Regions from separate parts of the Gossypium arboreum genome. Here all the other regions are linked to region 3. Evidence: chromatin contacts called from public Hi-C data. All regions are on one chromosome and are shown on one strand. The core of a region is the stretch at or near the end of the contact, and the rest is flanking DNA. Distances in the headings are between cores, read along the strand shown.

Region 1 (4,938 bases), core at 1,093-3,592, 440 kb after region 3:
TATGTTTTCATGTGTTAAAAAATGCTCGACTTGGATTGTTTGAATCATTAATGCTCTTTTAGTTGAATTATCAATGTATGATTATTTGTCAATTATTTCGAAACATTATTAATAAGAACTATAAGTTGAGAAAGATTAATGTTAATTGTGGCTTGAGGATTTTGCTTGAGGACAAATAAATGCTTAATTGTGAGGATATTTGATAAGCTATAAAAGTAACGTGTTTTTAATCCCATTCTTGATGCTTTTTTGGATGATTTATTATGTAAATTAGTGAATTTGATACTCCTAACCCTTTAAATTCATGTTTCTATACTTAAGTGAGCATAGGGGAGCGAAAGGAGCGAAAAACGAGCCAAAATTGGACAAAAAGAGCTATTTTTAGGATCCACACGGCCTGAGCTTTTCCACACGGGCTAGGCACACGCCCATATGCTAGCCCGTGTCGATATCGCTCCCTATTTCTCAAACACGCAGAAAAACCCAATTTTTAGGCTTTCTGAGCATTTTAAAGTCTATAAATACATACTAGAAGAGGACTTAAGGGAGGACGTAGAGAAGAACGAAGAAAAGACTCGAAAAACACCATCGGATTCATTTCAGAAGCGGATCTCCTTCAAGATTGAAGATCACCATTTGATTTCTTTAGAAGTTTTATTGGGTTTCTTTATGTCTTGTTGTTTTCCTAACTTTGAGATGATGTTATTCCAAATTATGAACTAAATTCCCTAGATACCTAGGGAAGATGAAACCTATATGAATCTTATTATTTGATTTCTGAATTACATGATAAATACCTGATTCTTGTTCTCAATTATGTATGCTTATTTCATATTTTAATATTTTTAGGGTATTAATTAATGCTTAATGTGCTTACTTCAGTAGAGCAAAAGTCACTATTTAAGAGTTGATCTAGCATAATTGATTGGAGTTGCATGCAATCCTAGAAATAGGACGACATAAATCTACCGGATTAGAGTAAAATCTAATAAGGGAATCCATAGATCGAGTTAATGCGACAATAGGGGTTTTAATTAGAAAGAGATTTCAATTAATCAACCCAGAATCAATTGTTTTTACTCTCGAAAAAGATATTAACATAATTTAGGGATTTCTACGGATCAAGGCACAAGTGAATAAATCGTTTAATTTAGATTCAGAATAATAAGTGAAGTCTAGGTGAATTCTTTCCTGGGTATTGCCTATCTCATTAGTTTTATTCGATTATTTTTACTAATTCATTCTCTGTTGCGTTCTTAGTAATTAGTTTAGTTAATTTTAGATTAAAAACATTTCCTTCAATTTATCGGTTAGATAATAGAAAAATAGTAAGTACTAGTACTTTTAGTCCTCGTGGATACGATATTCCCGACTCACCATAGCTATACTATTATTCAATAAGTGCGCTTGCCTTTGTCGTAATTTTTGTTAGTTTAGTGACCATCAAAACAATTGACACATGTCAACAAAATAAGTATGTCATGTGTCAAAAATTTAGGCTGCCCACATTAGCTGGAGACTGAGACCTTGTAATATATAATATATAAATTAGTTGTATAAACAATTATCACATGTCAACAAAATGAGTATACCATGTGTAAAAAAATTAGGCTGCCCGGATCAATTAGAAGCCTAAGACCTTATAATATATATATATATATATTTATATTATATAATATGGGTGAGTCAAAAATTTCACTGATAGTGTATTAAAATTTTCTCATATAATATATATGATTTATCCCATTTTTTAAAAGTAAAAATATCTCATTAAAAATTATTATATATATTTTAAAATATATAAAATAAAAAAATAAAAATTAGTAAATATGTTTTTCTATAATTTTAAGTCATTATATATATTTTAAATGATTTTAGATACTATAATATTTTAATGAATGGAATATTTTAAAGAATTAATTAAAAAATTAATTAAAAATGAAATATTCTAACATTTTTAATTGAAAAATATAATAAATAGAGAATACTAAAATTCTTAATATTTTAATAGTAAAATATTATTTTTAAATACAATCTAAATGTTTTCTAAAATAATTTATTTTTCTTAAAATAAGTTCTATATATTAATTTCTAAACAAATCTAACCATACATCATCATTACATTTTGCAAATAACGTAGGTTTAAATTGACAACATGAGTGCAAACCTACTCCCACTTTCAATTACAATGTAATTGCTTTCTTGTAATGAAAAAAAAAAAAAAAAAAGGAAACAGCTAATTTTAGTTTATTTTTAAAAAGAACATTGGAGAATGGAGACCACAATGACTACATTGAGCTTCTTTAAAGTAAAAGTACTATATTGACAATTTTCACTAAACTCTAGCGGCCATTTATGACATTATCTCTTTTTAATTATAAAATCAAAATCCATTTCAGCATTTTCTCTTGAAACAGAAAAGAAATTAATCAAATTAAAAGAAAAAAAAGATTGATATTGAAAGAAAAATACAGAAAACGCCATTCCTCTCCTGGATCTACAAGATCTAAGATCCGCTTCTTTCTTCTCAAAAAGAAAAAAAAGAATGCTCCACTCTCTCAGATCTATTTATTGAATTAGATCCTTAGCTGAGAAAAGATCAACTGTAAGCGAAGAATTCAAGGAAGATGTATATGGCATATGGATATCCGCAGGTGATTCCATTAGAGCAAGGGCAGTATCCTTCGTCGCAAAAGATCATTTACCTAAAACTCATTAACCGACTCTTGCTCGTCGTTTTGCCTTTGCATTTCGAGCTATGGAGTTCCTCCCAGGTATTTCCTACACGAATGCATGCTTTTATCTATGATTAGGTTTTTCTTGTTCCCCCTAAAGCTTTTTGATGATTAATATGTTGGTGATTGCAGCATAGAGTGAGGTTAGGGAGGTATAAGAGAGATGGGGATTCGCTGCAGCGAGAAGGCGAGAATTTGCAGGCCGTTTGGAGCCCTGACACCAAATTGATTGCGATTCTTGTGAGTTCTTGTTCTTTTTCCCTGAAAAGTTGATTTAGCTTACTGTGCTGGCTTCTCATTTCATTTTCTTTTTGCTAAAGTTGTATCTGTTTCTGTTTTCATTAAATGTTGGTTTAGTGTTAGGGTGCTGGCATTTTGGATTTAATAAAGTGTGTCACCTGATTACAATGAAGTAGAGCGGCAGCTTATGTAGCATTACTGTTGATAATTGCATTTAGCTTAATTTGTTTTATTCTAGGGCTTATGAATGATGGATAGAGTTTCTTTTTGCTCTGGGGAATTGATCAAAAATAAAAAGAAAATGCTTGTTAAGTTCATTCCCCCATTCTCTGTTTCAATGTACTAATTCTGTAGATATTTAAACACATGACTTTATTTGTTATGAATTTCTCAGTCCCTTTTTTTTTTTTTTGTTTTGCAGACTTCATCTTTCTATCTTCACATTTTTAAGGTCCAGTTTACAGAGAGAAAAGTACAAATAGGAGGGAAGCAACCTTCTGGTTTGTTTCTAGCAACGATAACTCGTGTTCTGAATGAACAAGTCCCTTTTGATGGAAATGATTTGGCCGTGTAAATATTTCTTTTTCATTTGCTGTAATTTTGACCGTAACTTCAGTTCTTTTCAGTGTCTTATTTATCATTTCCTTTGAACTTCTTTGTTGCAGGAGCAATATTGTGTGTGATAACAAACATATGCTATTGGGTCTTTCTGATGGATCTTTGTATAGTATCTCTTGGAAGGGGGAGGTAATCCATAGATAACATGTAGTTGCAATTTCTCCTTCTATGCAATTCCTTCAAAGCCAATTTGATTTTGTAATTCTCTTTTTCTCTATAGTTTTATGCAGCTTTTGGATTTGATTCCTCTCAACATAATGACAGTGAAGTTACTTCATTATCACATTCTCTAGCTAATTCTATTGCTTCTGGAGAGGCTGAAAGAGCTTTTGCCTCAAATTATAGAGTCTCCAAGAAATCTGCTATAGCACAGTTGGAGTTTTGTGTTTCGATGAGGCTGCTATTAGTCTTATATTCTGATGGACAACTGGTGGCATGCTCTGTGAGCAAGAAAGGTCTAAAGCCAGTTGAATCCATTAAAGCTGAAAAAAGTTTGGGAAATGGTGATGCTGTATGTACTTCCATTGCTGGAGATCAACTGATCCTTGCTGTTGGTACCAGAAGAGGTGTTGTTGAGTTATTTGACTTGGCTGATTCTGGGTCACTCATTCGTACTGTCTCCTTATATGACTGGGGGTATGTACTGTCTTTATTGTTAAAGCTAGAATGTTGGTGGTATAGTCTAAACGTATTTACATTTTGTTCTTTGAGTTAACTGACTACTATATTTGTCTACAAGGTACTTAAAGAGTATATTTTCCTCATTTCTCTTTTTGTAAAATCACATTTCTTTTGGTTGTCAACTTGCACTCAACTCTTTTACAGTATTATGAATATCTTCATGTTAAGCAACGTCTTACTTCTTGTGGTTTTGCTAGTTTCTTTCTGGTACTTATTTTAGCAAGTTTTTGGACCATAATTTTGTAGAAACCTATTGTATGGGTTTAGGCTTTCATTTGCAAATGTGAAAGATTTACTTCTCAATTTTGTTGTTTGGCAGATATACAATGGAGGACACTGGTTCTGTCAGTTGTATTTCATGGACACCCGATAATTCTGCTTTTGCAGTTGGGTGGAAGTTAAGAGGACTTACTGTTTGGTCTGTTTCTGGATGTCGTCTAATGTCAACCATCCGTCAAATTGGTTTGAGTTCTGCTTCTTCTCCAGTAGTTAAGCCAAACCAGGATTGTAAATATGAGCCTTTGATGGGCGGTACCTCACTAATGCAGTGGGATGATTATGGATATAGGCTTTACGCTATTGAGGAGGGATCATTGGAGAGAATTCTTGCATTTTCCTTTGGCAAATGTTGCCTTAGCAGAGGAGTTTCAGGAATGACTTATGT
Region 2 (4,462 bases), core at 1,565-4,064, 330 kb before region 3:
ATTTTATTTTCTGCCAGTGTTGGTGCTGAATCCCATGAAATGGAGACAGAGAGAAAAAGGGGTCGACCCAAGGGGAAAAAGCATCCTAACTATAAGGAAATAGATAATGAGAATGGGGAATACTCTGAAGCAAGTTCTGATGAGAGAAATGGTTATTCTGGGAATGAGGAAGAGAGGGAAATTGGAGAAGTTGAAGATGATGAATTTAGTGGTGCTGTTGGGGACCCACCTATTACTAAGTACCAGTCAGAAGATGGCCCTCTTGGCGATGATGGGTATGAATATGCCCAGACTTCAGAACACATTAGAAATGATCAGATGCTTGACAAAGCTGGTTCTTCTGGATCATCATTGGACAGTCGAAAACCACAGCAGATAGGGTCTCCCATTTCTCCTCAGAAATTTGGCTCTCTTTCCGCATTAGATGCTAGGCCTGGTTGTGTTGTAAGAAGGCTGGTATGTCTCTTTTCCTTTATTGATTTGTTATTATGGCATTTTTCAATTCTTCTATTTTCTTATGTTATGTTAATGTTGGCAGCCTGATGAACTAGAGGAAGGTGAAATTGCAGCATCAGGAGATTCTCACGTGGACCACCAGCAGTCTGAAAGTTGGATTCATGATCGTGATGAAGGTGAATTTGAACAAGTTGTCCAACCCAAGATAAAAAGAAAGCGTAGTATTCGGGTTCGACCTCGTCATACTGTAGAAAGGGCAGAGGAAAAATCTGTCACCGAAGTGCCTCATCTCGAATGTGGAGATTCATTTTTGTTGCCTTTCCAGCTAGACCAAAAATACCAATCACAACTGAGGATTGACACTGAAACAAAAGCAACTTGCAAGCGTAATGCGATCAAGCATGATCCAAATGATTCATCTTCAAAATGTAGGAGGAACTTACCTTCAAGAAAAATAGCTAATACATCAAAGTTGCATGCATCTCTGAAGTCTGGTAAAATGCATTCTGAGTCTGCTCCTGTAGATGCTGGTAAATCCTCCAGAGAGAGTTGGGACAATAAACTGGTTAATACAAGTGTGTCTTCGAATTCTGGTGCTAAGATGTCTGATCTCATCCAAAGAAAGGTAAACTTGAGGTGACTTTAATTCTGGTAGTGTCTGATTGTGAATCTGTTTTTTTTATTTTTTTATTTTTATTTTATTACTATTTTATCCATCATGGATTTTTGCTGGTCATTAGTGCTAAGTTGGATTTAGAAACCTTGCTTTTGTATTTTGAATTGCTTGATGGTGTTGCTTGTAGGCCCTTAATAGGCAAAGCTATGGTCCTGAATTTCTTCGGTTTCTTCATTTTGCATCTTTTTTATTGTACCAATACTGCAGGATACACAGATTTCACCTAAGTGGGTGCTCTCATCAACGAAATAGCTTTAGGTTTTGTTAGAACACACATTTGAATAAGTGGGGTGCATTTTTTGCATGATGAGGATTTTCTTTTTGAGATTAGGAAGTTTGTGTTCCATAATATGCTTTTATCTTTTTTTTCTACCTTTTTGTTTGCTTTGCCATGTCCGTTTATGTTGTGTTTTTCAGAATTGATCTTCATGTTATTTTGTCTTGAGTCATTGATAATTTGCATGGTTTCCATATGCCAAGTAACTGGAAGCTTGGTATATCAAAATATCTTCCCTTTTAAAAAGCAAGTACTTCTATCCTTTGACCTTAATACCTGTTTAACTGCTTAGGTTACATGTTATGCTATTTTCTATTAAGTAAATGACTAAAAATTTCTCATATGTCCAGTGTAAAAATGTGATTAGCAAGCTTCAGAGGAGAATAGATAAGGAGGGTGAACAAATTGTACCTTTGTTAACAGATTTGTGGAAGAGGATTGAGAAATCTGGTTATATGGGTGGAAGTGGAAGTAATAATTTGGATTTGCAGAAGATTGATCAGCGTGTTGACAGATTAGAGTACAGTGCAGTTATGGAGCTTGTTGCAGATGTGCAGTTAGTGTTAAAAAGTGCAATGCAATTTTATGGGTTTTCTCTCGAGGTATGATATCTATTTAACTTGTCCTTCAGCATCTTTACATGTTCATAAGCCAACTCACTTTTGCATCACTCTTTTGAATTTTGCCGTGGATGGTCTTTTCTGGGAGCAATTGCTTCGAAGGCTTTTCAAAGAAGTTTACATACAAGTATTTTGTGTTTTCAAGTGGCTAGAAATTCATTCAAAAGAAAAGGCTAGAAATTTGTATCACCTAGAAAATGTTCTAATCCCCTTCCTATAATTCTCTCATTGATGTCCTGATCTATGTACTTTGGAAATGTAATTGGTGTGCAGGTCAGGTCTGAAGCAAGGAAAGTACATGATCTGTTTTTTGATTTGTTGAAGATTGCATTTCCGGATACTGATTTCCGAGAAGCTAGAAATGCTCTCTCCTTCTCTAGTCTGGTAACTACCTCCACCATGGGCTCATCTGCCAGACAGGCTGCTGTTGGCAAGAGGCAGAAGCTGATAAATGAGGTGGAATCTGATTCAGGACTCACTCAAAAGTCATTGCAACGCCGGTCCAGTCATGCTGGTGAGGACACAAGGGTTAGAGTGCACATGCCCCAAAAGGAATCAAGGGTTGGGTGTGTAAGTGGCATTACCAAGGAACTATACCAGCAAGACGATTCTATTCTGACACATCCTGGAGAGCTAGTTATTTGCAAGAAGAAGAGGAAAGACAGGGAAAAGTCTATGGTGAAGCCCAGGACTGGATTGGCTGGCCCTGTTTCACCCCCAAGTATAGCACGCAGCATCAAGAGTCCAACAACAGGATCATTTTCTAAGGATGCTGCTAGATTGACCCAGCAGACTGCCCATCAGCAAAGTTGGCACCAGCCTGCTCATCTGCCGAACGGTGCGAGTGTTAGTTGGGCCAATCCTGTGAAAAAGTTGAGAACAGATGCAGGTAAAAGGAGACCGAGCCATTTATGACCTTGTAGAGGATCAGCTAATGGGAAATGTGTGCTGCCATTGAGTTTATTCTGGGGCGGTTCGTTGTTTGTACAATTGCAATTAGATTTACCATTAACGTAGTGTATGTTCCTCGATCCCAGTCTTTTCGTGGTTTCAATACAATGGTTTCCATATCTGCACCTTGCGGGTATTATTATCTAGAGTATTTGATAGCTGAGACGTGTAAATTATACCTTCGTTTCATCATTATAGAAGTAAATATTTTAACTGAAGGACGTATTCAACTTTTGCTAATATACGAATTTCTACATCTTTGTCGCATGTCAACGCGTGTAATTGGATCAAGTCTTGTCCTCGTGTTAACAGTAGTTGAAAATACCAAAGAGGCCGAATTTTGTTGGACCTTCAGATTTAGATTCAACCAGTTTAAAAAAACAATTATAAAATAAATATTAAAAAAAGCAAAATATAAAAGACGGCAAGTATATTTACAAAAATTTGAGCATAGAAGTAAATCTGAATATAATAAAAGTTTAATTATAAAAATAAAAAAATTCATGTCAGAATCTTTTATTATTAAGTGGATATATATCAAGATTAAGATAAGTCAAGGGCGTAGTTAGGGGTTGGTAAGACCTTAAGACTCCTAAAATAGAAAATTTTTATTTAAACCTTTTAAAATTTAAATTTGTAAAGGTAAAATTATACTTTGACCCTTAAAAATGATAAAATTTTGATTTAATCTTTTAAAATTATAAAGATATAGACTATTAAAATGGTAAAATTATACTATTATAAAAGTTAGAATTTAATTTCGGTTCCTTTAAAAAATTTTTCTGGCTTCGCCATTAAGATAAGTTTGATATACTTTAAGACTCTAATAGTCATTAGAAGTAGATTTGAGATCGACAATTCCTATTATTGAGAAAAAAATCATACAAGAGTTGAAAAGTGGCAAAATAGTAGATTTTCATAAAATAATAATTGGGTCATTTTTCAAGTATTTTTTGATGAAAATATTATTTAGATATATTTGATAATTAAAATTTTCATGGACCTTTTGGACTATAATACGAGGAAATTCGGATCCAAATAGTGAGCTTGAGCTTAAAATATGGCAGGTAGGCTTGGAGGCTCGTTTGGTGTATTTTTAAAGGGAAAGAAAAGATGAGAAACCCCTCAGTCAACCTCTCTTCTTTTTGGTGCCGCCCCTCCCTTTCATCCACGGTTCTTCTCTTCTTTTTTCATTTTCTTCACTTTCCTCCTTAAATTTTCTAAAAACCCAACAATCAAACTTTGAGATTTTGCTAAAATCTGTTAGCAAACAATCTTCAAAACCCATTTCCATATTCAAGTACCTTATTTTCAGCCTAGGGTTTGAGGGATATTAGTGTGAGAAAATGAAGCTAGAAAGAGAAAGCTTAAACTGTTGGATCTGGTGCCCTAAGTGTAGTATATTCGTTTTGTATACTTATATTTTTCAAACAAAATGATTTAACAATAACATACATTAATTACATTAATACTCTTTATATA
Region 3 (4,478 bases), core at 793-3,292:
ACTGGTCAGAACTTGAATGATCATCCTTTCTGTGAAAGGCAGCTACTCGAAACAATAAAATCTGCTTCCAAAGTTCCTCACTACCATAAGACTTCCACTCTGAGCTCTCCGGTAATGAACCAACCACCAGATCACATGGATCCATCGCAACCTTTTTAACCCAATTAAGCATTCCCCACATAGAATCCAGCTTCCTCTTATTTGAAGAAAATTTTTCCTTAATGTCACTTGAATCCAACTTCACAACATCATCATCACTATGTGTGTATTTCTTACATTCAACAGAATCCTCCATAATTGCACTTGAATCCCTCTTCCTCTTATTTGAAGACAATTTTTCCTTAATGTCACTTGAATCCAACTTCACAACATCATCATCACTATGTGTGCATTTCTTACATTCAACAGAATCCTCCATAATTGCACTTGAATCCCTCTTCCTCTTATTTGAAGACAATTTTTCCTTAATGTCACTTGAATCCAACTTCACAACATCATCATCACTATGTGTGCATTTCTTACATTCAACAGAATCCTCCATAATTGCACTTGAATCCCTCTTCCTCTTATTTGAAGACAATTTTTCCTTAATGTCACTTGAATCCAACTTCACAACATCATCATCACTATGTGTGCATTTCTTACATTCAACAGAATCCTCCATAATTGCACTTTTCACCTCATCCTCATTACAAAATTTCTCAACATCGGTAGAGTTACCTGCACTTTTCACCAAATCTGAAGGCGTATGTACATATTCATCAACATTAATGAACTTTTTTTCACCGTCTGAATCAACCACCACACTCTTTAAGTCATCATCATTTCGTAATTTTTCCACTTCGTTGTAATCTAAAAAATCCTTGGTTATATCAATATCCATAGATTGTTCGCCATTTACAAATTTTTCTCCTCCACCCGACCCTGCCACTACACTCTCTTCCACTTGAGAAAACTCCGCAATTTTCTTTGACTCCGATAAAAACCTTTTAAGCTCAATTCCCATCTCCACCAAATTACCAGTATAATGTGATTCACTCTTCAAGTCCTCACTTTGAACAATTCTCTCCAACCATCTCTCTAATGAAACTAAGTACTTAAGATATACCAACTTAACCAATGACGCTACATTTAAACCCAACCCAGATTCTGTGGCAACTGAATCCCATAACCCACTTTCTGAAACAGCATTGTATCCACCTTTCTCTCTTACAACCAAAAAAAGCTTAAGCCAGTCCACAGGCTGCCCACCTTCAGCCATTGGAGGGAGTGAGCAAACACAACCTTGGGCACAGATCTCTTTTAAAAACAACCCAAGGAACTTGTTAAACCCAAATCTAAGCTTATCAGGTTCAGATTTCAAGAAAGACCCTTCAGAAAAGGGATCCAAACCAATCGAAGAACCAGCTGGCTCGAGATTTTCAGGGGGTTTTTTGCAATCTAGTGAAGATTCGTCAGCTCTAATAGACAATCCTGGCATTGATTTCGAATTCAAACCCTACAAACAAATAATAAACAATTAAAAATCATACTTGAGCGTTATAAAAGAAAGAAAAAAAATACCCATTAAGCATCTGGGTCTCTTATGGCCAAAATAGTCTGGTTTTTTTGGCGGGAAAATGACTAATCTAGGGTTTTGATTAAGATTTGTTTTATGTTTTAGGTTGCCATTAAACGTTTTTCCTAGAACATTAATCAACAATTCTAAAAACAAACACATGGAAAAGAGAAAACATACCATTATTTTCCTCTCTTTTTTTTTCTTCTTTGGGGTCTGGTATGGAACGGTTCCGGTTAGACTCTCTTCTCTCTGTCTTGGCTTTTTTTTCCCTTTGCCCCTTCTCTTTTGCCTTAATACCTCTTTTCTACCCTTGTCTTTTGAGTTCTTTGCTAAGCCCTCCTTTGCCTTAGAGAGTTAAAAAAACTTGAAAAAAAATAAAGAAAAAACAATAAAAGGGACTAGAGAAGTTTGTGTTAAGGAGCTTCAAAATACTTCCCAAACATCTAATTTATATGGGTACCATGATTGGTTAAACAAAGTTAATTATTAACCAGGGTTTTAGATTGGATCATTTGGTATGGTTAGATAAAGAGCTTTTTTAGAGATTTAAATCTTTTGTATAAATTTTTCTTTTAGATTCCTTCTTTATTTAATTACTTTTTCATCCATTAATATTTAACAATTTAAATATATTTTCTTTTCAAAGAAAGATATTCAAATATATAAAATCTATGTACTAGTTAATTTATGAACAATATTTATGATTGAAGTTTAGCTATTAGTTTCCCTTTCTCAATTTGTGAGTTCATAATGATATCAAAAAACAAAAATAAAAGGAGAGTCAAATCGATGGTAGTGGATAGATCATACCAGTTAGTACATATCGTTTTAATCTTAAATCTGTATCAAGTAATTTATGTTTCGATTTGGTCAAAATTTCGATGTGTTTTAGTTATTTTGGTATGTTTCAATTCATTTCGATCAATCTTGACTTGTACAGTGCGTAATGATTGATAAAAATTTTGATATTTTAAACTAATTTTTATTTTTTATCTTAACCATTTTAATTTTTCTATAATTATATTTATTTATTTTTAAACAATCTCATTATAAGATTTAATTATATATGCTCTTTTGACATAATGCTTAAAACTACTAATAACCCCTTTCCAACGCATAAATAGAAGGATAATGTGCTTCAACGCACCCAAACACACGTCTTCTGCATTAACAATAATGTCATACCAATCAAGTAAAAACTCAATCGACAATTATATTTAAAATTAAAAGTTAATAAATTAAATTATTGACCGAAAATTTTATATGGTTAATAAATAATTATTTAAAATTAGAAGTTAATAATTTATTAATCATATAAACAAATATATTTATATGAATGTAATTGAGATATTTTTGCATACAGATATAATATATAATTTATTTTATCAAAATAATATATAATTTAATAAGAAACTAAAAATTGAACTATAAATATATATAATATTTAAATGTATATATAATTTATCAAGAGACTAAAATGAGAATATTGTTATAAAATAAAGAGAGATAGAGAATAATGAACAAAGAAAATATGGGAAGCAATAAAGAATGTATTTTATTGATCAATGGGATGATTACAATGCTTCTTCAAAGTCTTTATTTATAAGCATAAGAAGTATTAAATGAAGTAGAGATCTAATTCTAATAACTATTAGAATTTAAAATACATCAAAACTTATCTTGATCTTGATGGACATCTACTTAATAATATATTCATAAAACTCCCCCTTGGATATCCATTGGTAGATAATGTCCTTTCGTTAAAACCCTATTAGGAAAAACCCTATGGGATAAGAACCTAACGAAGGAAAAAGAGTACACAATCTTCTACTACAAGCTACCTCGTTAAAAATCTTTACCAGAAAAACCCAATGGGAGAAAACATTGGTTAAAGGAAAAGAGTACAACTTGTTTTAGACTCTCCCTAATGGCAACATTATATTACATCTTTGAGTTGATGCATTCTAATCTTGTGTAGTAGTCTTTCAAATGTTGAAGTTGGCGATGCCTTAGCAAAAAGATTTGTTAAATTATTACTAGAACGAATTTGTTGAACATTTATATCACCTCTTTTCTCAAGATCATGGGTGAAGAATAATTTTGGTGAAATATTTGATGTTGCATTATCTTGGTACAAGATAGTTGACATCTTTTCTTATAAAGGCAAATTATATATCTTCTGGATATGTTGGATCAATAACCTTAGTCAAACACACTCTCAACTTGTCTCATGCATTGCAATTATTTCTGCATGATTTGAAGAAGCGACAACTAATGTTTGCTTTGTTGAACACCATAAAATGGCAGTACCGCCACATGTAAATAAATATCCTATTTGAGATTGACCTTTATGTGGATCTGATAAGTATCCAACATCAACATAGTCGACTAATAGGGATTTTGAATCATTTGAATAAAATAACCCTATATCAATGGCCCCTTTGAGATATCTAAATATATGTTTAATTTCATTCCAATGTCTATGTGTTGGAGAAGAACTAAACCTTGCCAACAAGTTTACAATGAAAGCTATATCAGGTATTGTGTTGTTTGCAAGATGCATCAATGCCCTTATGGAAATTAGATTTGGTACTTCAGGACTAAGAAACTCTTTATCATTCTTGCAAGGACGAAATTGATATTTATTCACATCTAACGATCGTACAACCATCAAGGTACTCAATGGGTGTACTTTATCCATGTAAAATTTCTTTAATATCTTTTCCGTATAAGTTGATTGATGAACATGAATTCCATATTTTAAATACTCGATCTGTAAGCCAAGAAAAACTTTGTTTTTCCAAGATCTTTTATCTCAGATTCTTTCTTTAAACAATTTAATGTATTTTGAAGCTCTTCAAGAGTTCCAATAATATTTAGATCATTAACATAAATAGCAATTATCACAAAATTTGAT

Evidence for each region. Hi-C and Micro-C count contacts between places; a contact is called where the count stands out from the background.
Region 1: a Hi-C map of leaf shows a contact between it and region 3, with 2.5 times the contacts expected there. The contact joins the promoter of LOC108454366 here to the promoter of LOC108466828 in region 3. A contact is called at or near these places in 2 of 5 Hi-C or Micro-C datasets (both in leaf).
Region 2: a Hi-C map of leaf shows a contact between it and region 3, with 1.9 times the contacts expected there. The contact joins the enhancer-like site here to the promoter of LOC108466828 in region 3. A contact is called at or near these places in 2 of 5 Hi-C or Micro-C datasets (both in leaf).

What each region holds. Positions count from the first base shown.
Region 1 is chr7:72,631,120-72,636,057 of ASM2569848v2, forward strand. It overlaps LOC108454366, which reads left to right and starts at 2,343. Exons shown (of 23, transcript XM_017752808.2): 1 at 2,343-2,774; 2 at 2,868-2,975; 3 at 3,397-3,545; 4 at 3,641-3,722; 5 at 3,814-4,229; 6 at 4,594-4,938. The coding sequence starts at 2,628.
Region 2 is chr7:71,853,052-71,857,513 of ASM2569848v2, forward strand. It overlaps LOC108450440 (ATP-dependent helicase BRM-like), which reads left to right. Exons shown (of 14, transcript XM_017748069.2): 11 at 1-456; 12 at 539-1,081; 13 at 1,760-2,011; 14 at 2,303-3,198. The coding sequence ends at 2,944. Among protein-coding and RNA genes, the nearest start is that of LOC108450440, 11 kb to the left of the region's middle. Within about 2 kb of position 2,815, at least 2 of the 2 cell types and tissues checked have an H3K27ac peak or open chromatin away from gene starts, as enhancers often do. A contact at or near this core is called in leaf, where this site is marked.
Region 3 is chr7:72,188,435-72,192,912 of ASM2569848v2, forward strand. It overlaps LOC108466828 (AT-rich interactive domain-containing protein 1-like), which reads right to left and starts at 2,043. Exons shown (of 3, transcript XM_017767187.2): 1 at 1,739-2,043; 2 at 1-1,498. The coding sequence starts at 1,741.